2 separate regions of the Triticum aestivum genome follow, and region 1 is linked to region 2. The links are chromatin contacts, called in public Hi-C maps. All regions are on one chromosome and are shown on one strand. Each heading gives the region's core, a stretch centred on a gene start, on an enhancer-like site or on the middle of the called end of the contact. The rest is flanking DNA. Distances are from core to core; before and after follow the strand shown. Region 1 holds the start of LOC123155770 (phosphoinositide phosphatase SAC3). Region 2 holds the start of LOC543390 (sucrose synthase 1).

Region 1 (4,201 bases), core at 615-3,114, 200 kb before region 2:
CTACCACGCCTGCCTCGATCTCCATGGCACCACAACGGGGCTACATCTACCAGCCTCCGCATGGTGTTGCCTGCACTTGCTCGGAGGCAACACGACGGGGCTGCCATGGCTTCCACCAGCACCATCGGCCATCGATCTTGTGAAGAAGGGGGAAAAGCAGAGGAGAGGATGACATAATTTCTCGCCGGAGCAAATCTAATCCGGTGGCGGAGGGGATCCGGGGGACTAACCCTAAATGCGCCGGTGCCGCATATCTAGCGGCAGAGGGGCCGCATATCCAGGACGCCGTGTATTTTCTTTACTGGCGGACCGATATGCATGATCTATTCGAATAGCCAAAAAGTATGGAGAGCTTTTATGGGATCGGCTAGAGATGCCCTTAGTCGGCGACCTGTAAGCAACAGTTCATCTTAGGTGCACTCGTTCTATCTATTCCCCTAGCTCAGCGGCGACGGACCTGATTGGAGATGCTATTACCAGCCCCGTCGTCGACCGATGCACAGCACGTAAGCAACAGTTCATCGTAGCGTAGGGGTGCTCCTAGTTGATTACACCGCTCCAAATGAAAAAAAGAAGTTCGGTGGCGACAAATCGTCCATGCATAGTCGGTCGGTCTATCCAGCGGTCGGCTGTTCCGCGCGGGACGCGGGACGAGACCAACCGCCCAGCAACGGAAACGGCTCGGGACGAGAGAGCAGAGAAAAAAACAAGGACAGCGACGTCGCCGGCCGGCCGAGGAACCGGATCCGCGGCGCCGTGGCGCTCCCCCGTTGGCCGGGCGACCCCCGCCCCCCCAATCATTCGCGCTTTGTAAAATGCACCACCAGAGACCCGGCGCCCGGGCCGAGGGCGCGAGCGCCAACCGGGCCGCCCCACGTCGCTCCACCGCGCGCGCGCGCTCGGTCGCGTCCACGCGAGGCAACGCGTGCCGGCGACGGGAACACGCGAGAGGAGAGCGCTCTCCCTTCCCTTTCTCCCTCCCTGGACACAACAGAGCTGCTCAATTCCCGTCAGTAGATTGCTCCCGAGGGCCGTGGACTGGTCGGTTATGTGCGTGCTTATCTTGGCTATTGACTGGCATTTTGCACGTTGCGAACTATATGGCGTACAAGCAAATACCGGTGGCGCATTCCTGGCCGAGGCCGTTGCCCGTACGCTCCGCCTTCCGCCCGTGCTCCGCCAAACCGCTGCCGCCGGACGCCGCCGTCGGACTCGGCCGGCGGCTCCGCCCGGCCGGCCCGGCGCTGCCAGGGGTGGCGGGCAGGCAGGTGGAGGATTTGCAGCCACGTTTTTCGGCGCCAATCAGCCACCGTCTTGTCACCTTCACCCCGAATATGCCCTGCGCTGCCTCCCCTCCCCTCCCTTTTTAAAATAACAGCAACTGCTTAAATGGGCTAATAATGCATGCACCGGCATCATATTGTCATATTATACGTCTTGTGTAGCCTCAAATCACACCCACCGCAATTTCTTTTGTCATTTTTATTATGATGTTGCCAGAGAATCATTTTTCTCCACCCTAAAGGCTCATAATATCTCGCTTTTCTTCCGCCAAAGCATCGTCTCAAACGGCTTTTCCCCAGCATTTAAGGGATATATATAAAGAAACACGCTGACAATAAAACTCGAACAGCTAGAGACAACCCAATGCCACAGCTAGAAGCTTCTACTACAAAAATTGAAAAGTATACACATGACATAATCTAACAGGTTTTTAAAAAAAAACCAGAATACCGGACCCAATAAGGCCGGGCCAGCTCACCCTCTCTGCCCCTCCTCTACCCCCTGCCTGGCCTGACCTGACCTGACCACGCCTCACGGATTTTTTCCAACGCACCAACAGAAAAGAAAGAGGGGAGGGAGGGAGGGCAGGCGAAAATAATCATCTCCTCTTCCCTTCTCTCCACGGCCTCCCTCACCACCACCACCACCTCCCTCTCCCTCCTCCGCCTCCCCAGCAGATTTCCCCCACCCCGCCACCGCGCCGAGGCCGCTCGCGAGCTCCTCGGATCCAACCCCGAGGGCGCGGCCATTCGCCGCGGCAAGGGAAGCCTCCCTCGTGCTCTGAATTCTGCCGCGCGGGCGCTGCTGACGCCGTGATCCGCGCGGGCTCCCCGGGGGAATGTTCTACCTCAAGCTGCCGGGCGGCGCGGATTTAGGGTCCCTGCGGGGGGCGGCGGGGCTCTGATCTGCCCCGCGGCGGCGGTTCAGGCCCAGCCGGCCAGCGTCGGGGGAAATCCGTTCGTTCGGCCCGCCATGGCGCAAGCGGGGGCGGAGGCGGACGCGAGCTGCCTCGAGAGCTTCGAGCTGTACGAGACCGACTCGGTGAGCGCCTCGCCCCCCAAAATCACATTGCCTGCCACGCCGTTCCTCCTCTGGTTGCCTCCTGCTTTGCTGATGCTTGATTCCGCGACCCGCCCCGCGCGAGCTTCGGGCGGGCGGGCGGGCGGGCGAGCGTGTGGTTCCGGAAATGGCCGAGCTACCGGGTCGTTTGTTTCGGTAGGGGGCTGCCGTCGCGCGTGGCTTCGACTGTGGACGACGGCACGGGTTGTGACTCGCCTGGAATCTGGATGGCCTCCATGCTGCCACGGCCGAGGCCGAGATTCGGAATTGCGATCCTGATGTCAATCAGCTGCAGCTGCTCGTGATATGGGTTTGCTTGGGATCATTCCGTGACACTTCTGTGATTGGGAATTGCGTTCACGACCTGTGCTCGTGATTTTGGTTTGCTTGGGGTTGGGGGGGGGTACAGGCTGACTGTCGCGAGAGGTGCTTATGAAGTTTCCAGAGCTGCCTGTGTGATGGTGTTGTTCCATTCCGTGCCGGGAGATACGGAATTGTGTTTCTCCTGTTGCGTTTTGTTCATCTCTGGTTACAAAATGGAGGAGGCTTTCTTTGTTTCTAAATAGCTTTGTAGGTTAGTGTTGGAGTTTTGATTCCAGGACGAGAGCCTTATGCCTTTTCTTTTAGTTTCTAAATCTTATTTTCAATATTTACTCACTGCTGCTTTTGTGTGATCTCTTACTGCTTATCTACCAAACTGCTAGCTTACTGCAGACTTATTTTCAATTTGGCAACAATTGAATAGCCAAAAAAAATTCGTCTCTTCTTGTCCCATTTTCTTCGAGTCTGGCTAGCCTGTGCCAAAGACTGCGACGATGTAGATGTGGTGGTGCTGAGTGGAGGGGAGACGGGTTAGAGTCAGAGCTGGCAGGGTAGGGGATGCGGTTTCGCAGCCATAGCAAGGTTGATGCAAAGGTGATGCGAGTTGGGGAGTTAGGGTCTGGGGGTATGTATCACCAAAGGCTTGGGGGTTTCGAGGAAATGCTTTATCGCCTCCAGTCTTCGTGGCAGTAGAGCTAGCGGAATGGAGGAGCCGTCCGGTTCTCTGATCCTATGGTGCAAAAATACCACTGTTGGCCAATTGGGAGTCAGTCAATGCTAAATAAACACTATTTATTTTGAGGTTTTGCAGGATATTTGCTCGTTTCCGGTGTGAATGCCCACACTTTGGACATTTGTTATTCTGAAGTAGAGGATTTTTTTTTACTCTGCCCATTGTGCGGCGTGTATGTTTGACCATTATTTTTTGTAAAAATTGACAGATAAATTTGTGCAACTATTTTTCATGACAAACCTTATGGTATGATTTGCACCTAACTGTTGTATATTTTAATCCATTAATGTGATATATGACAAGTTTGAATGGACGTGTTCCAAACATCATCTATCTTGGAAAAGAGGTAGTTGTAGTTTTATTGACATCATATAACATGATGCAAGTAACTTTGCTTTTGATGTTGTTCATCATACTTAAACTGTGATTTATTTTTTTTGCAGAAATTTTATATTCTCGGAACTAACACTGACAAAACATTATGGAGATTACTCAAGATTGATAGAATGGAGCCATCAGAGCTCAACATAGATGAGGATTCTACCATGTACTCACACAGTGAATATCTTGATCTACGAAAAACTCTAGATGAAGACCATAGGTCAACTGGTGGACTCAATTTTGTTACAAATTGTTGTGGAATCATTGGTAAATTATCCCATCTTTCTCTGATAATGATACCATGCTAATAGATGGCAGTTCTTTTTGTTATGACTATGCATCAATGATAAATTTCCCGTACAGGTTTCATTAAGTTCCTTGGGCCTTATTACATGTTAATTATCACCGAGCAGAGAAAAATTG
Region 2 (4,095 bases), core at 1,205-3,704:
CCATAAACAAGTCATTTTAACAAAGTACAACTTGGTTAAGCGCAATTGGACAGGATCTAGTAGGTGTAGTTTCTGTGATCGGGACGAGACCATTAAGCATCTCTTCTTTGAGTGCCCGTTGGCGAGAATTCTGTGGCGCACCGTGCAAATTGCCTTTAATATTACTCCTCCGAGTTTGGTCAGTTCGTTATTTGGAACGTGGCTGGAGGGGATAGAGTCTGATACAGCTAGACACATTCGTGTAGAAGTTTGTGCGTTGTTATGGGCAATTTGGAATTGCAGAAATGATTTGGCTTTTAACAGAATAACTATTATTCATTTTTTGCAGGTTGTATTCCGTGCTACGGCGCTGATCCGTATGTGGTCCTTACTCACTCCGACGAAGGCCAGGGCGCGTTTGGTTACTGGATCTGTCCGGTGAGAGATGGTAGCGCGGGATATTTTCAACCGATTTGAATGACGGTCATGTAATAGGATAGGCGATTAGTTTTCCTATTTTTATTATGCCAGCCGGTTGTGGCTCTATGGCCTTTTCTTTTTTTGGCGTTGAGGCTCTATGTGAGCTCGCCTTTATTTTGTTTCACGACTCTAAAACATTGTTGAACCTATTTTATTTATAAATGTGACTGTATGCATCGTTCTGATGCAGAGGCCGGGGAGTTCCCCTTTTCGAAAAAAAAAATGTACATTAGTATGCATAAGAAAGCGTTCGGTTCTCTACGGAGGGAGTATACCAAACCGACGGGGCACACACCGCACCAACCTTGTACAGCTCTGACCGGACTTGAATGAGAAACCAAAATCGCGTGGGACGATCCAGAAGCACGTACATATGGCTGCTCACGAGTTATTTCAAAGAAGCAACGTTCACCTGCCGCACGCACGAAATCGAGACGGTCTGGCCCGCGAACTGCAGAGCAGTCCCGTCCATACACACAAACAGAAACAGGCACGCCACCCGCAGGCCGCAGCTGTGCAGCAGCTCTCGTGGAAAGACACAGCCGCGAACGAACGAACGAACGAAAGCTACTTTTCTTTCCTGCCCCCAAAGAAAAGTTAACAAAAACCCACCAGCGGTTTCAGAAAGCCCCGCCAACCAATCGCGCTGATCGACCCCGCAAGAAACGAAAAGTCACGGCCACCCTCGAGCTCGAGGTACGGGTGGTAATAAAAAACCAAGAAACGAGGCGGGGATCGTGCGAAAACCGGAAGCCGCCTCCGCGGTTTTGGATCAGTTACCATGTGAGTCGCCGCGCTTTCCATCCTTCGGTCGGGTCGGCGCCCATGGGAACTGAAACAATGGAATGCAATTAAATCCGTCCTAATCCAAAACCACGGCCCGTCGTCCGTCCATGGCTTGCTGCGCAGGCCAGGATTAATTTCTTTCTGGGCACTATAAAACGCGCACCCTCCTGCAACCTGCAATCCACACCTCATCACATTCCCATCCCCGTCATCTGCCACACAAGCCATTCATCTTGCTCCCTTCCGTCGAGTTCGTTCGTGGCGTGTTCTTGCCAAGGTAATGTGCCCTGGCTATTCCCTCTGTTCGGCGCAATGCCGGTCCGTTAGAGTTTGTATGCAGTGCAGAACCTCTGTTCGGTTTTGGTTCTGGGTGGGTTTTCTATCATGGAAGCAGAACACACTTTCTTCTTGGCATCTTCGTTGTTTTTTCTTCTAACGACCGAAAGAGATGCGATGCCCTCTGCCTGTTTCTTGTTCGGAACGTAGGGCTGTCCCGGCATCGCCGACGCGGCCTCGCTGTCCGGACGGGCATCTCAAGTGCATTTCTCCTTTCGCAAGAACAAGAGCCGCTGCTTTTCTCCGCAGAAAGATTATTCCTACCAACTTTCCATTTTATGCTCCGTCCATTGTGCTACTACTATAGAGATCATCTGCTATTACTACCTCTAAAGAAATTGCCACTTGGTTGGCATCCGTCAAAACCCACCACCTCCTTGGTGTTTCCCCATCATTTCGGCACATGCCCTTTACGCTCTCTCCTCCGGGTGCCCACTGGCCTCCGGATTGTAGACCAAGCTTCTAGATTGTGGATTTGTGTTGTTGCGGCAGGGCCCCACTCGTTAGTGCAGGGTGAAGAAATCCCCTTGCTTTTCTTCTACGACAATCTCATTGCGTGTGCCGGTGATAGCTAGGTAAATTAGGCCCGTCGCCGTCAAATCCCAAACTTTTTCCCTCTTCGCCACCTAATCCAATTTGATATTTGCATCGATTGAACCCATCCGCTCTCCCCATCCAGTCATTGAGTCCACTGCACCTGTACCTGTCCAAATCGATCGACCTGCAGCAGTTTATGCTCTCTCCCAAAAAAAAAAGCTTGGCACTTTAGGGAAAAGCAGCCATTAGACGGCACAGCATATGCTAACTGGATCCTTGCGCAATTAGTGACCCCATTAGATAGGTACCGCCAGTATTTTGTAATTTGGCAGAAGAATAGTTCGGTGTTATCCACTATGTCTGTCATGTCAGCTTGTGAGCTGAGGCGGCCCTACCAATACCAATACCAATACCACTCTAGCTAGCTAGCCACCACCTGTCCCTCCAATGCGGTCACCACTGGGGGTTTGGGTTTTGCCTATTTATTTGTCCTCCTGGATCTTGCAGAAACCCTCCTCCGTTTGGCCTCTCCCCTGCACTGCCTCCCCATTGGTATGTCTGTCCGCGCCTCTGGTGTCAGCACAGTTCCTTCCACCCCCCCGTGCTCTCATCTTGGGTGTGCTTTTGCTCGGATTCGTAGCTAATCTCGCCGGAAATCTGGTAGTCACTCGCTTTGATCGCTGGTTTCTTGCTGCGCTAGTTTTTCTCGGGGGTTTCTTGCACGTCTTGCGGTTCGTTTCTGGTGGGTCGTCACCTCAATCCCGCGCCGGTCCTTGCTGACGCGTTTTTCGGCTTCTCTGCTCCGAATCCCTCCTAGATTCCTCGCACGGTTCCTGAGCGTACTCTTCCTCGTCTTTTCCCCCAAATTTTTACCCTGAGCCAGTTAGAAAATTTTAGAGCCATCTTTAGCAGATTTTTGGTCAGGGAGAAGTTTTTGGTTAGCCTGGGATCTTGCCTGAGAAATGTGTCTCGGTTTTGTCTGCCATTTTGCGGCCTTAATCGCATGGATGATCTAAAAAAAACTGTAAACCCACTTGCTCAAGTTTGCCCCTTTTTTCTCTTCAGAAACATCTTCAGAGAACGACTGGTTTGGTGTGGAATCGGTGCTTGGTTAAGTTAGGCGCAAGATTAATGCTCGCTTTACCTTTGCGTTACTTTGATTTCTTCGATCTGTGAGATTTTACCAGTCTTGCTAAATGTTTCACCTCTGATTAGTCTTGATTTGCAGTAGTATTTTTTTTTTTGCGTGATGCAGTAATATGACTAGTGTTGATATCCTAGTGGCTGTTGACTTGTGGTTCTTGGGCAAGTAAATGTTCTGATTCTCCAAGGCTGACTGCTGATCTTTACCCTGCTCTCCAGTTTTGTGACCTGAGCCATGGCTGCCAAGCTGACCCGCCTCCACAGCCTCAGGGAGCGCCTTGGTGCCACCTTCTCCTCCCATCCCAATGAGCTCATTGCACTCTTTTCCAGGTGAGGATCTCAAAACATATGTCTACCTGTATGTGAAGCTAACTAATCTCTGTTATGCTACCAAAACATGTTGACATGGTGCAAATTTCATCCCTATCTTTAATTAATTTTTAGCACATCAAAATCAGCATTAGAAGGTGATGCATGCATATCATTGATACTCCCTCAGTTCCATAATTGTTGTTGTAGTTTCTTAGATCATGTTGAAATGCTGTTTCTTCTTAGGCAGACTTCAGTATAATCTGGTAGACAGGGTAGTGCTGCTCACATAGTTCAGCTGTAGGAGGAATATAAGGTGCAGAACTCTTTCTTTTTCTGAAAAGTACCACTCTTTGCAGGTATGTTCACCAGGGCAAGGGCATGCTTCAGCGCCACCAGCTGCTTGCTGAGTTTGACGCCCTGTTCGAATCCGACAAGGAGAAGTATGCACCGTTTGAGGACATCCTCCGTGCTGCGCAGGTAACATCGGCGACTTTCCTGCTCAAGTGCCTGCCAGTTGAATTT

Evidence for each region. Hi-C and Micro-C count contacts between places; a contact is called where the count stands out from the background.
Region 1: a Hi-C map of root shows a contact between it and region 2, with 10 times the contacts expected there. The contact joins the promoter of LOC123155770 here to the promoter of LOC543390 in region 2. A contact is called at or near these places in 5 of 5 Hi-C or Micro-C datasets (leaf, root and an unstated tissue).

What each region holds. Positions count from the first base shown.
Region 1 is chr7B:71,706,615-71,710,815 of IWGSC CS RefSeq v2.1, reverse strand. It overlaps LOC123155770 (phosphoinositide phosphatase SAC3), which reads left to right and starts at 1,864. Exons shown (of 16, transcript XM_044573903.1): 1 at 1,864-2,325; 2 at 3,841-4,045; 3 at 4,192-4,201. The coding sequence starts at 3,986.
Region 2 is chr7B:71,511,589-71,515,683 of IWGSC CS RefSeq v2.1, reverse strand. LOC543390 (sucrose synthase 1) reads left to right here and starts at 2,454. Exons shown (of 16, transcript XM_044577280.1): 1 at 2,454-2,670; 2 at 3,481-3,591; 3 at 3,930-4,050. The coding sequence starts at 3,497.